Regions from separate parts of the Mus musculus genome. Here all the other regions are linked to region 2. The links are chromatin contacts, called in public promoter capture Hi-C maps. All regions are on one chromosome and are shown on one strand. Each heading gives the region's core, a stretch centred on a gene start, on an enhancer-like site or on the middle of the called end of the contact. The rest is flanking DNA. Distances are from core to core; before and after follow the strand shown. Region 1 holds the start of Lrp8os2 (low density lipoprotein receptor-related protein 8, apolipoprotein e receptor, opposite strand 2). Region 2 holds the start of Btf3l4 (basic transcription factor 3-like 4). Region 3 holds the start of Yipf1 (Yip1 domain family, member 1). Region 4 holds the start of Ssbp3 (single-stranded DNA binding protein 3). Region 5 holds the start of Tmem59 (transmembrane protein 59).

The links. Promoter capture Hi-C pulls out the DNA fragments that hold promoters and counts their contacts.
Region 1: a promoter capture Hi-C map of stem cell-derived epiblast-like cells shows a contact between it and region 2, with 3 times the contacts expected there. The contact joins the promoter of Lrp8os2 here to the promoter of Btf3l4 in region 2. A contact is called at or near these places in 1 of 39 promoter capture datasets (stem cell-derived epiblast-like cells) and 1 of 115 datasets of contacts at active chromatin or transcription factors (pancreatic cancer cells).
Region 3: a promoter capture Hi-C map of pre-B cells shows a contact between it and region 2, with 4 times the contacts expected there. The contact joins the promoter of Yipf1 here to the promoter of Btf3l4 in region 2. A contact is called at or near these places in 2 of 39 promoter capture datasets (neutrophils and pre-B cells) and 1 of 115 datasets of contacts at active chromatin or transcription factors (embryonic stem cells).
Region 4: a contact with region 2 is called in a promoter capture Hi-C map of pre-B cells, with 2.2 times the contacts expected there. The contact joins the promoter of Ssbp3 here to the promoter of Btf3l4 in region 2.
Region 5: a promoter capture Hi-C map of pre-B cells shows a contact between it and region 2, with 4 times the contacts expected there. The contact joins the promoter of Tmem59 here to the promoter of Btf3l4 in region 2. A contact is called at or near these places in 4 of 39 promoter capture datasets (the C10 cell line, hippocampal neurons, liver and 1 more) and 1 of 9 other capture datasets (adipose tissue).

Annotation. Positions count from the first base shown.
Region 1 is chr4:107,821,697-107,824,396 of GRCm38.p6, forward strand. It overlaps Lrp8os2 (low density lipoprotein receptor-related protein 8, apolipoprotein e receptor, opposite strand 2), which reads right to left and starts at 1,326. Exons shown (of 2, transcript NR_151515.1): 1 at 1,238-1,326. All of the region lies in intron 2 of Lrp8 (low density lipoprotein receptor-related protein 8, apolipoprotein e receptor), which reads left to right.
Region 2 is chr4:108,832,338-108,835,037 of GRCm38.p6, forward strand. Btf3l4 (basic transcription factor 3-like 4) reads right to left here and starts at 1,303. Exons shown (of 6, transcript NM_027453.3): 1 at 1,171-1,303. It overlaps Txndc12 (thioredoxin domain containing 12 (endoplasmic reticulum)), which reads left to right and starts at 2,341. Exons shown (of 7, transcript NM_025334.3): 1 at 2,341-2,519. The coding sequence starts at 2,429.
Region 3 is chr4:107,312,974-107,315,673 of GRCm38.p6, forward strand. Yipf1 (Yip1 domain family, member 1) reads left to right here and starts at 1,390. Exons shown (of 10, transcript NM_145550.3): 1 at 1,390-1,489.
Region 4 is chr4:106,910,187-106,912,886 of GRCm38.p6, forward strand. Ssbp3 (single-stranded DNA binding protein 3) reads left to right here and starts at 1,284. Exons shown (of 18, transcript NM_023672.2): 1 at 1,284-1,726. The coding sequence starts at 1,671.
Region 5 is chr4:107,177,335-107,180,034 of GRCm38.p6, forward strand. Tmem59 (transmembrane protein 59) reads left to right here and starts at 1,296. Exons shown (of 8, transcript NM_029565.3): 1 at 1,296-1,583. The coding sequence starts at 1,395. Tceanc2 (transcription elongation factor A (SII) N-terminal and central domain containing 2) reads right to left here and starts at 1,032. Exons shown (of 5, transcript NM_025617.2): 1 at 904-1,032; 2 at 231-370. The coding sequence starts at 329.

The DNA.
Region 1 (2,700 bases), core at 76-2,575, 1.0 Mb before region 2:
GTACTCCTCTTTATTTCACAGGACTGACCAGGATCAAGCTCTGAATTCCCACTGTAGCCCCTTCCTTAGAGGAAGTACCCTGAGCTGCTGGAGAGCACTGGACCTAGTAGGTCTACTCATTCGTTGTGTGATGTAGGCCATCTTGTCCCTCTCTGAACTTCAGGAGAGCTGTAAGAACTAAGTAATGACTGGACAGGTTGCTCGTTAGAAGAGTGCTAACCTAGCATGCGCGAGGCCCAGGGTTCAATCCCTAGCACTGCATGATATCAGGCATGATAGCAAAAGTAGGAGGAGGGTCAGAAGTTCATGACCGTCCTTGGCTACACAGTGAGCTTAAGGCCAGCCTGAGCGACAGAGTGATCTACTACCCTGTCTCCAAAATAAATGGATAGATGATAGATAGATAGTGTCGTTCAGTTTTAGAGCATGCGTGAGGCCTTAGGTTCATTTCTCAGCACCAAGTCAAGCGAGGATCTATATGTAATAGGCTTTGTATACCTTAAGGAGCAGTGTGGTGGCCATCACTCCATGGTCAGGGCCAAGTCTCACATTCCTCATCTAAGAGTACATTATATATACCAGGCAAGTAGCCTGCATGAGGTCACATAGGGGCAGAGGCAGGATTTAAGCTCTGGGACCTCTAACCTGCTCCTGGCAGGAGGAAGACCACAGCAGGCAGTAGACGAGACTCTCCCAAACGTCCATGCCCAGAGGAACTGGCTACTTGGAGGGGAGTGAATTTGTTCTGTAGTGCAAGCAATGATTGCATGATAGGTGGCTTCACCTCCATGCAAGCCATAGAGGGGTGGTTTACTGGGGAGCAGGCTGGCTCAAGGCAGTTGGTATCTTTAGCTTGTATAAGGAGCGAGAGTTGTGAGATGTGGTCCAGAGGCCTGTGAGCAGGGAGGCTGCCCCCGCCGCTTCCCCTCCCCCCTCCCCCTCCCCCAGAAGTCTTCCCTAACTTCAGAGTTCACCAGTACCTGGCAGGTGCCTGGCACACAGTAAGCACCCCCCTTCTGCTCCTGATTCTCTTGGCTTCCAGCAGTACAGACCTGAGACTCTCCTACGAGTAGGATGAGTGAAACTGGTCCTTGTGTGAGTTAGGTCTGGTTCTTCCTCCCAGCCCCGTGCTCTCAGAAATAAGATCCAGACTCAAAGTATAAATTGGCCATATAGCTAGGCTCTTCTCTGACTAGATCATAACTGTAATAATCCATTCTGCCACATGGCTGCTTACCTGGGCTCAGGCACCAAGTGTCCCCCTCGTCACATCTTCCCCTGTGAATCTTCCCGTGCCTGGCTCTATCCCAGAATTCTTTCTGCCTCCCGGATGTCCCACCTTCTCTTCTACCCTTTCCTATAGGCCATAGGTTTTTAAATTGACAGGTGATGCATCCATGCAATACACCAGATGTTCTCTCTGCAGCCCCTCCCGTATGCTACACCTAGCACTGAAGGTGCCGTAGAGGGAAGGACAAGGGGAGGCCTAGCAGCCTCTGCACCCAGCCCTCCCTGAGTGAACCTGGGGATCCCTCTACCCTAAGCACTTGCCAAGCAGATCAGTGGCTGCACGTGGGCTTGCCTCTCCTCTCCCACCCCCGCTTTGGCATCGCTGTCTCCAAGGTAACGGGGAATTTTCCCTCCCTCTCATCATTAGGGTGCCAGGGCAAACAAACAGCCCTAATCCAGATGAGCCTTGGGCCACAATCACACTCTTCTGGGGTTTTCTTTTTATTTCTAGCGATTTTGAGAAGCTTGGAGTAATTGGTATTCCGCACAGGTTAACAGGGGCACTGCCTCCGCAGTATTATGCCTTAATTTTCTTTATCACATAGCAAGTTGGAATGAATCACCCCGCTCCTGCCTTTTTCCCACCGAAACCTATTACCAGCCTGTCTGCTGGTTAAAGTCATTTCGTGGCAGCGCTTGGCTTCTTGCCACTGCCCTGGGAATCTTTCTGACCAGAGCCAAAGAACAAGGAGGGTGAAGAATCCATTTGTACAAAGCGGGGGTCTCCCGTTGAGAACTTACTTCCCTCCCTGTTCAGAAGGGACAGCTTTCAGCCTCTTGCCTGCGCAGACTGGCCATATGTCAGCGGTGGGAACGGGATTCCTGGGCCTGCGGTGGGGGAGGGGTGGCCATGCCTACTGCTCCTGGCACCTGGGTTAGATCCCATGACGAGAGTTTCTGGGCTTCTGCAGCTTGCTTGTGAGAGTCTTTGATGGCCGAGTGTCCCACGTTCTGACCCAGAGGGCCTGAGCAGTCTAGCTTGGGGTTTTGAGACTCTAAAATGTTTATTTTGGAACATGGAGAGTTGAATCTGTGGTTCTGTGGCTCCTTTTTGATTCTGAGATAGATAGAAAGATAGATGGATGGATGGATAAATGGATGGATTATAGATACATACATACATACATACATACATACATACATGCATACTGTGCTTACACAGGGTCTATCATTGAATGTTAAATACATTTGGCTAGGCTGGCTGGCCAGTAAGCTCTTGGGTTCTATTGTCTTCCCTTACCCTCCTAGGGTTATACGTGGCTTGTTTTTTTAATATGTGTTCTAGGGGAGCAGAATCAGGCCGTTCTGCTTACGCAGCAGGCGCTTTATCAGCCGAGCCACCTCCCAGTGCTCTTGCCTGATCTCTTCAGCTGCTCTTAGTTCTGTCGTGTTGGGTCCTGTGAGGGAGGA
Region 2 (2,700 bases), core at 53-2,552:
GAAAAAGACATTTAGACTCAGCCTGAGACCTAAAAGGTCACCTGGTTTAATCCCTACTTAATATCTTTAATGTACCTGTCATTCTTGTTTCAAGTGTGAGGTCATCTCAGATACCTGTTAGTGCAGCAGGGCATAAATTATAAACAAAATTGTTAGCTGCCTGGAAGGCCTGGAAAGTTCCTCTCTGTGTCCCAAAGGGAGAAATGACTTTCAAGGGCCACATGATCACTGAGTGAATATCCACGAATCCTTTCTGCACTTTTCTCAAGGACTTCCAAAAAGAGTATACAGAGATGAATCAATATTTATTGGATGCCCAAATTATAAGCATCCAAGTACTTTAATCATGTTTACAAAGATAAAAATAATTTGAATTTTCAGCCCTGACTTTTTATGTGAGGTTTTACCACTTAGGGCTTTGGAAAGGTATTTAGGTTCTTTGTACTTGTGTTTGTTTCTCCCGCATTAAAAAAAGTATACCATCGCATACTTTACTGAGTTGAAGGCTAAAGCATAGATTATCAAGTTCAGGTAAGACACTCAGTAGTTGGTAACTATTGTTACCATTCTTCCAGAGGGCCACTAATTAGGTATAATGAAAGAACGTGGGAACGGAAGTTGAAACCGCCATTCACCAGCTGTGTAACACTGTGCCTGGCGATCAATCATCAGGCAGTGTGAAGAGGTTATAAGGATAGGTAACTGTCTCAAAATTAAGAGAGACTTGTAAACAAGCACTTCTATTACAAAGTGAAGAGCGCTGCAACCTAGTTCGGCCCCAAGAGCTTGGTGGCCGGGTGCTAACCTCAGTTTGGGAGGAGCAAAAGAGATGACAACAGATCTGCTGCTCAAAGCGTCTGACACTGTTGTTGTGAATAATGAGTGATGGACGAGGAGGGTTCTACCCTCCTGGGTCTGGACCTGAGCGGCCAGAGCCCGGGCCCGGCTCCTCCACAGCGGGCGGTGGTGCTGGGGACCTTCCCTCAGGTGCCGACCCCCAGCTGCGCCGCCCGTAACCGACAGGCCCGGCCGGCCGCCTCCGCCCCCACTCGCCGCGCCACGGCGGAAGTGGCAGCCGGAGCGGACGGCGGGTGTCGAGAGGGGAGGGCGGGGGGAGACCGTGCGCAGCGGCCGGAGGCCGTGGGGTGGCGGGCCCGCCGGGGGTCTCACCTGCAGCGGGGAGGGTCCTCCAACACCAGCACGCGGCAAGAGCAAGATGGCTGCCTCAGCTGAGACAGAGAAAGACCGCGGCGGCAGCGGCGGCGGCGGCGGGAGAGGCCCACGTGACGCACGGCCCCGCCTCGACCGCGGGAGGGAGGCGGGGTGGGGGTGGGTACGGCAACTGCGCGCCTGCCTCCCGACTACAAAGCCCAGCATGCCTCGCGCACCTCACTATTCTGATTGGCGGCCGGGCTGCTTCCTGGAGGAGGCGGCGGTCCCCTTGGCGTCCCATTGTGTCTGCGCTTACCTTTTGTCTTGGATTTAACAGAAGGGTGGTGTGGGGTCTAGTTCGGGTTGTACACCTTGGATGTCCTTCACTAAGCATTGAGCTCTAATGGACTCTCATCAGGAGGGAAAGTCGGCAGTTGACTTGTTAGGTAGTAACTCGACCCAATACAAAAAGCAACAGACTTAACGGAAAGAAGCTTTACACTTTACGTGCTTGAGATGACTTATGTCCCAGTTCCCTCGGACTACCTCTTCAGTTGTGCAATAAAAGGCCCCAAGCATGGTTTTCTTGGACCTTATGTCAGTTGGTTGCATCATGCCTGAGTGGAAGTCCTGCGAATGCGAGTGGGGGTGGGGGGAAGGGTCCAGCGCTTCTCCAAAGTGCTTGCCTGCAAGACACAGACGCGTGCACAGCGAAACGGGCTTACCGAGTCTCTTTGGAATCCCAAACAGAAATCTAACAATGAAATGCTGTTGTCCAGTATTTTTAACTTGTGCGAGGGGGCGGGAAATTCCAAGCCCTCTGTTGTGATAGGCTGATCTCAAAGATAATAATTTGCATTTTGAATATTTAGTGTAGTGGTCCATTGGAGGGAGGGGCTAGGCTAGAGGTCAGACGTAATTAACAACGGTTTTCCTGAACCTTTCCCCAGCCCTCACCAATTCGGGCCACCTCATCCGGCTGTTTCTTTAAGCCTGGATATCAAGGACTTAGGGAAAGCAAACTCGAGATGTACTCCCACATCCTTCTACGTGATCTGCACCTTTAAACTTACTCCATTCCAAAGCGGACCCTCGAGGCACCGCCCACATCCGTCTAACATCACTTCCTTCAGTGTTTGGCTAGGAAAAAAAAAAAAAAAAAAAAATCTGGGAATCCGAGGGGTTGGGCTGAACGGCGATAAGGGGGCAGAGCGGAGCTTCTGCTGGAAATCCTGTTCCCTCAATCCGGTGGCTCTGTGCAACTACCACCGTGGAGATGTCGCTTCGTTTCGGGGCCACCTGTTTGCTGAGCTTCAGTTTCCTGCTCCTCATCACTTCTTCAGACGGACGCACTGGGCTTGGAAAGGGTCAGACCTCATTCTTACCGTAATCTTTACGGACCCCGGGCCTTCTTAACACTTTATTTTCTCACTGTATCTTAGGCCACTTTAGATTCCTTTTTATCTTCCCCAACTGCTTTTGTGGATTTCTCGGGGTCAGGAGTACCAGGTCCGGGAGAGGGTTTAAGAGAAGGAAGTTGTACTTGAG
Region 3 (2,700 bases), core at 140-2,639, 1.5 Mb before region 2:
GTCTGTAGCTGGAGTAAGATCAGTGGGGGTGAGGTTAGCAGCAAATGAGCGAATGTGAGACAGAAGAGGTGTTGGGCATGCTTGCACGTCTGAGTTCATAAGCTGATGTTCATTCCGGACATTCAACAACAGTGCTCCACATGCACTCTGAGCCCAGTTACCCCCTTATATAATAAGGGCGCCCCCCTCGGGTTTGCAGCATTGTTCTGAGAGTTGGAGGTCCTGCATAGACAAAGCCCCTCCATATGAATTATATTAACTAATGTGTGTTATTACACCTGACAGCTTGCCAGTTAGGAAAACATTATCTGGAGAGACGGCTCAGTGGAGCACTGACTGCTCTTCCAGAGATCCAGAGTTCAATTCCCAGCAACCACATGGTGGCTCACAACCATCTGTAATGGGATCTAATGCCCTCTTCTGGGGTGTGTCTGAAGACAGTGGCATACTCACATACATAAAATAAATAAGCAACTCTTTTTTTAAAAAGAAAAAAAAACATTATCAATCATGACTGATATTCAGAGTATGTTAGAAGTCAAATTGGAAGTACCCTGCAGGTGAAGCTAAAGACACTGGTCTCCTTGTATGAGCTGTGAATCAAGTGTCTGCTGTTTACACTGCTCCCTCCCAGACAGCAAAAACTGTCTAGGGACCCTTTCAGTCCGTGATAGAATACTGTGAACAGTAATTGTATGCTACTGCCTTGGCTGGTACTGGCCACCCGGAGACTAGAACCATTCCGGATCTTTTTGTTCTCAGTGTTCACAGGCTGGCAAAGATAAGCAAACAGAATTCAGGCAAGCATTGCCAAAGCAGGGTGAAGCCCAGGGGATTAGCAGAGCAACAGGAGTCCCAGAGGAGACGATAGCATCCCCTATGGGCAGGGGGAGACAGTTTTCCAAGCCTGGAGGTCCAGGTAGGAAGCAAACCACAAGGTCGCTTGCCAGACTATGCCAATGTTGTTAAGTCCTGCTGTTTTCGAGGTGACTGTCAGACACCTAGGTGGTACAGCTGAGGGGCCAGCCCTCTGTGAACAGTGACAAAAGAACTTCTTTGATTCACAAGCCATCTGCTATGGTGCCTTCCTCGCTGGTTAAGTTTTCATGGCCAGAGAAACCAGGAACTGGTGACCTATTTTCTTTTTCTTTTTCATTTTTCTCTTTGCATAAGTAAAACGTATAAACAATGAGTAAAACACTCCCGAACTCCTGAGAATTCGCCCCACTTCGCCTGTCTCTTTAAGACCACCGAGAGGGCGGGACTCAGCACCGAGTTACTTGGCGCTCCGGTGTCTTCCGCGTTTTCCGAGTCTTCGCTGGGTGACCGCGTTTGCTTTAAGAGAGGAGGCGGTGCTCTGCCCGGAGGAGGCGGAGAAATCTAACACCCTCCCCCGGATCTCCGGCTTCCGGGATTGGACTGACCGGCTACCAGTGCAGAGCATCCCAGGCCCCAACCTTTCCTGGACAGTTGGACCTCTTCCTGAGAGGTGAGGGCGTCAGGGCTTCTGGGTCAGTTGGGGAATCTCCTACCCTCCCTGTCCTCTGTTGCTCAAGCATCCCCCACCACCACCCAAACCCTGTCTGTGCATCCCTAGATCCCTGACTGCAGGGTCGCTAACAGTTAAGAGCTACTAATTGCCTGGCTCTTCGCTAAGCTCCTTACACGCACTACCTTATAGAATGGTTTAGACACCTTCACGAACCCATTTTACAGATGGGGAGCCTCAAGGAGCGCACACACAGCAGAGAAACAACAGAATCGGGACTCAAACCCAGGTCTGTCTGGGACCTTAAGCCGGCTGCACTGGAATGCTTTCCCCACCACCTCTCCCAAACCCTAGGCTCCCCTTCCATTTTCTTCCATCTCCAGGCTGCATCTGGCCCCTAAACATTCACGCGGCAGCGAGTGTCCCCCGCAGCCAGTCTCTTTTTGTTGATAGGACACTCTTCTAACTCATGGTCTCCGAGCTCACCAGATAGTCTAGGATAACCTTAAACTTACTCAGTCTCCTGCCTCCGTCTCCTAGGTGCTGGGATCGCCGGCATGCACCAGATTTTGTAGGTCCTGAGTATTGAACCCAGGACTTTGTACTTGCTAGGCAAACATTCAAATGAGCTACCACACCAGCTTTCGGTTCCTCTGTAGGCTGTCCAGTGTCGCTCTGGATGGTTCTTCCCTGCACTGGGTGGATTCCGCTCACAGATGTCCTGATCACAGGCTGGGCTGGACATCCACTCACAGAGTCCTGAGTGCTTCTCGACTCTCCTGTGTTCAGTTCTCACCCGTCACATACTCTATTCCCAGGTGCAGTTCCCTTATTCTCCAGCTCACTCCTCTTCTTTAACTCCGAGAGGCTGCTCAGCTCTATACCAACTCTCTTCCTGAGCTATATTAATATAAATATCAAGTTGTATGACCTGTGATAGTTATATAAACTATCAGTCCCCGTTGAAAGAGTAGGCAAGTGTGTGTGTGGGGGGGAGGGATTGCTCAGCAGGTAAAGGTGGCTGTCCCCAAGCATGGTCCTAGTCCCATTCTGGGTCCCTAAGGTAGAAGGAAAGAACTGAATCCCATAGCCACAGAAGATAAAGAGATGGTAGTAATCATTTTTAGTTTCTGACCCACTATGTGGGGCAGGCCACCCTTAAACTCACAGAGATGTGCCTCCACAGTGTTGAGGTTAAAGGCATGCACTAC
Region 4 (2,700 bases), core at 34-2,533, 1.9 Mb before region 2:
GTTTTCCTACTTAAAACGTGTTTTCCCCAGGACACTGACCTATCCTTTAATTGTTTGGTGTGAGGCATGTTAGGGGGAGGGGCGTTACTTGTTTATTGGAACAGCGCAGTTAAAAAAAAAAAAAATCAACCTAGGCTAACAGTTTCAAGGCTCCCCTAAAGATGTATCCAAACAGGCAGCCAATCAGCGCTTACACAGCTTTTCTGCTTGACTCTTTTAAAGAGACAGTGCCGACAATGTTTTATCACATTTAAAGAGAACCGCGCTCTAAAAACAGTATGAAAATGGGGAGCCATCCCTTATCTCACCAGTTTTTGATTTGGAGACTCCAATGAGAATACACTGCAGGTTTTTGGGTTCCTCGAGTGGACAGAAAGGAGTCGTGAGCAAAAAGCTTGGTCACTCTGCCAACCCCCCATTTCCCATTGTACACCTGGGTCATTGACAATGGAAGCTTCCCCTCCCCCCACGCCCGACTCTGGTCCCCTACTCTCCAATTTAGCTCCATTTATTTGAAGTTTGAGATTTCTGCGGCGCGCATTCCGAGTCGCGAGGCGTCCAGGTGACGTCCCTCATCCAAACGGAACCCTTTCCCGTGGAAAGGCGAGAGGCTAACTTGCCAGGGCTAGCAAACCTCAGAAATTTGAGAGAAATCAACTCTCTTTCCCTCTAGTCCAAGACCTCTTTTCCCTCCTACAGCTTGCCTGGAGCACGCCAAGGGCCATTTTCGCGCGGCTCCACTTTGGGGTTTCCCAAAGTATTTTAACGATCTAGTAAAGAAGCAGCCGCGCGCTTTGGCGCCAGCTTCGGCCGCCCAGCTCCGCGTGCAGCCCTGGCCGGGGCTCGGGAGGCAGGGCTGGGCACAGGCAGCCCGGGGTGGGGCGGAGAGGGGAGCAGGGCCGGCCGGGGTCCTGGCCCGCTGAGGGTACGCTCAGCACGGGGAGGCGGGGGCGCTGGGGGCTAGGCCGACGCGGAAAGGGGCGCGCCGGGCCAGCCGGGGTCCGCGCCTGCTGTCGCAGCGCCCAGTCCCCGCCGCGCCGGCCGGGTGCTCCAGTCCACGCCCGAGCCCCTCGAGTCACCGCCCCACCCCAACGCCAAGGCTCGCCCCCCGCTCCCCCGGCCGGGGCACGAGCGGGCAGCGGCTCGCGGAGGAGGCGCAGCGGGACTGGCGCGGCCGTGCTGACAGGCGTCCCTCTCGGCCTCCAGGCCCGCCCCCGCGCGCCGATTGGCCGCCGCGGCCGTCCGTCGCGGGGCGTGGACGCCCGCCGCGCTCCTGCCGGGGCAGCCACGTTCGGTTGAGCTCCAAGTAGACCAGCGGCGGCGGCGGCGGCAGCGGCAGCGGTGCTGAAGGCGCAGAGGGCGGCGCAGGCGGAGCCGGGCGGCGGGCGCGCGGGCCGCGAGCAAGCGAGCTGCAGGCTTCGGGCGGGCGGCGGCGCAGCTCAGGCCGAGCCGGCGCGGGAGGAGTTCCAGGGCGATGGGGCCGCGGCCGGGGCTGACGCTTTGACAGCTGGAAAGAGCGCGGAGCCTGCGCCTGGGAGGGAGGGAGCGCGGCGAGCGGAGTGCGAGCGAGCGGGCGAGCGCCGGGAGGGGGCCGGGAGCAGGGCAGCTCGGGAGACCGGACGGTAGCGGCGGCGGCGGCGGCGGGCTCGGCGCCCTCTTCTCTGCAAGCCATGTTTGCCAAAGGCAAAGGCTCGGCGGTGCCCTCGGACGGGCAGGCTCGGGAAAAGTAAGCCTCTCGCGAGTGGGGCCGCGCCGCGGGTGGCGGGAGGCAGGTGGGCGCGGGGGTCGCGCCGCCTGGTGCCCCTGGGGCCCGGGTCTCTGCCCCGCGGCGGCGGCGGTGGCGTGGAGAGCCCATTGTTGGGCGCCGGCGGAGGCTGGGGCACCCTGAAGGGGCGGCAGGGCAGCGGTGGGCGAGGGTAGTTGGTAGGCGCGGGGCAGAGCGGGCGCGGGGGTCCGCGACGAGGGTGGGCGAGGTCCCACTCGGAGCCGGTGCGCTCGGCCCGCTGGGCGCGGGGCCCTTACTTTGCCCACCGAGTGCGGGCAGGGGGCGCGTGGCTTTCTGCAGCCCCGAAGGCTCCTTTTGTCCGCCCGCGGCGTGAGGAGTGCGTGCCGGGGGCTTTGTTCGCCCGGGAGCGCTCTCCCTACCCAGCCAGCGGCCTCCCCGTCAGCCCGGTGCGCTCCGGGGCGTCCGGGCTGGGCTGGGCTGGGCTGGCGGCGCCGGCCCGGCCCCAGGCTTGGGGGACAGTTGTTTGAGGGGGAGATGCTGAGGGCGGCGCTTTGCTGCCCTCTCCAGAGCGCGCCAAGTACCCGGACTGGGACCGAGTCCGTTCGGACCCCAAAGCTGGGCTAAAGCAGGGAGCTGAAGTGGGCTGGGAAAAGGAGGGTGGCTCAGGCAGGGCTCTTGTAAGGGGCTTGCGAGTTTGCGAGACCTAGGTGGGTTTAGTCCCAGTGCCACTTGGAAGTTCAAGTTTGGGGACCGGTCTCCGGCTCCCGCGGCTTGGTGCAGCTTGTCTGTGGTACCCACCCACTAGCTGTTCTGTCTGGGGTGATAGGTACTCACCTCTTGTCGTGGCCACAATGGGATGGCACAGACCGGGCTCACAGTCACTGGCAGGGTCCAGAGCGAGCCTTAATGTGATCTGACCTCTCTCTCTCTCTCTCTCTCTCTCTCTCTCTCTCTCTCTCTCTCTCTCTCCTCTC
Region 5 (2,700 bases), core at 46-2,545, 1.7 Mb before region 2:
GGGTAGTGATCCTGTCAGCTAGCAACCATACCCTAAAGCCAGAATTGGATTAATTCAGGGTAGCAGAGGTACAGGAACTGATAAAAGTCTGTACAGGGTATGTAAGAAAGAAAAATGGTCCCTGAAGGGTGCTTAACAAAAAGTCATGATTCCCTACAATGGAACCTGTTGGCCCTATCTCTTTATGACAGTCCTGTGCACATTTTCTCTGACCCCACATTCCTTCTCACCTTCAACGACTCAATCGTGGCTTGCTTGTAAACCTTTTCTCCGAGTTTCTTCTTCGGGCTATTCTGGATCCTAGGCGTTCGAATGACGAATTTATCCATTGCTGGGGGCTCCGCCTACCTTCAGGTGCTTGAGGAGTATTCTATTCAAGAAACAGGGTGAAACTTTATTAAGGTTGAGATGTGTATTCCCAGAAGTGACACGACTGGATTTTCTAAACACGTCTGAATTATGAAGGCTTTTGGATGGTATTTACAGGAAATAAGACTTCTTCTCGAAAGAGGAAATCTCTTCTGAAACTATAATTAAGTTTACTTCCTGGGTTAAGTTCCTAAGATCCAGAGGGGCATGCTAGGGAGGGAGTTGGATTCCACTACCCGGGGTAATGGGGTGACTTCTGAAATCCTTTTCCAGTTCAGGTTGAGTTGTGATGAAGTTAGGGTTCCACTGGGCTCAGTGAACCCCTCTTTACACCCACTCCGCGGCAGCCCCAATCCTAAGAATTACTCTAAGGCCCACAACAACCATCTCCAGACCCCGGCGCAATACAGAAGCTGCTTCAGAAACCAGTGTTGTGTGTCAGAGAATCCCAACCCTTCCACGAGCAAGGCCTTGGCCCCAGCACTAGGAGGCCTGGAAAGGGCTTATCCAATCAGAGCTCGACGTGAGACCCACCGGGAAAATCAGCCTGCCTACGCTGTTTGGTCTCTTGACTCCTCGGGACCTCCACCCGGGCCGCGCGTTGTAACTATTTGTACACTTCTTCCGGGGCCCAGTTCCTCGCTGGTGACCCGCAGGAACTACACTTCCCAGAACGCACTGCGAGGCGTGCGGAAGCTGTGGTTGAGGGAAGCAACACCCCTCAGCTCGCTCCAAGCCGCCGAGAACTACTGGCCCCAGTCGGCCTGGCACGGAGAAAGGGGCAGGCGCGGCTCTGAGCCCAAGGCTGAGATGGTCGGCCGGGTCCCCAAGCCCGCCCACGAGAGGTTTTCCGTCCCAGAGACCGGCCAGGAGGCAGCCGATTGGGCGGACCGGGGCGGGGCCGAGGAGCTCTCGGAGGCGGAAGCGCGGGCCGGAGGGGCGGGGAAAGGGGCTGGCCCGGAAGAAGGAGAAAGCCTGAAAAGAAAACAGCAACAATTCGAGCTGCTGTGACAGAGGGGAACAAGATGGCGGCGCCAAAGGGGAAGCTTTGGGTCCAGGCCCAACTGGGGCTCCCGCCGCTGCTGCTGTTGACTATGGCGCTGGCCGGAGGCTCGGGGACTGCAGCGGCCGAAGCCTTTGACTCGGTCCTGGGAGACACAGCGTCCTGTCACCGGGCCTGTCAGCTGACCTACCCCTTGCACACCTACCCGAAGGTAGGCAGGGCCCATCCGTCCCGAGTTCCCCTCATCCCTCGGTGCCCCAGCTCGCGTCGTTCCACCTCGGGGTCAGCGCCGGGGCCCTAGTGGTGAAGCTGTGCTTCAGCCGCTGCCCACTCGGTGCAGCTGCAGTTTTCCTTGCTCCTGCGGAAATTGCCGGAAGTTTGTGCTGCAGGTCTCGGCGATAGGCTGGGGGTTGGGGGGGGGGACACAAATGTGCGGAATCGGCGAGCCCTTGGGAGCCCGCGGGACCGCCAGGGAGGCGATCGCTTGCTAGGGTAGATGGAGGATGAACGCGAGGTCCTGACCTAACTAGCAGCGCGGGGGTGGGGAGGATGGCGCGGACGCAGGCGTGCACAAAATAGTGCCTTCCAGTCTGGGTTGATGGCGCGCCTCTCTGGGACGAAGCGCGTTGTGTTCCCCGAGTCGGAGAAAGCTTGACAATTCCTTTGCGGTCTGAAGTGTGAAGTCAGCCTCAGTAGTTACCAGACACCGTGGAAGGGAGGACTTCCTGTCTGTGTTGAGTGTGTGTGAGACGCTGCCGCAAGGGACTGGATGCCTTTGTGAGGCGGCGGTTGGGGGGGGGGGGGTCTGTCTTCAAAAAACAATAAAGTAAAATAAACGTCACTCAGTGCAGAAGATAAGGAATCGTGGAGTGGATCAGGAAATTCTACTGTCCTACGGAAAACCTATACTGTGTAGCTAGAGGAGAGACCGATCCCTAACCCTGGTCCCTGCCCGCAGCCGCTGCCTAGCCTTTAATTCTGCCTTCTTAAGTTGTTTTCCAGTTTCTTATGAATTCTGTTTACTCAACATTCTAAATTGCTTGGTGGTTCTCCCCACTCATTTTCCATATATAATTAGGGTTTATGCCCCTCCCCACCTGGCTTTGTAAGGGCTTTCGCTGATGCGCGTGGTTTTTTTTTTTTTTTTTTTTGGCCTTGTCTTCTGTATGCTATTTGCTTAACCATTGTGGCTCTCCCTCTTTGCCTTCTAAAGGTACAAAGTGACTAGAATGGCAGTCCCAGTGACTTTAGAATGTTCCATATTGACAAGTGCTTTCCTGTCTTTGATATTAAAAAGTGTAAATTCTGTACCTTCAAGCATTTTGTCC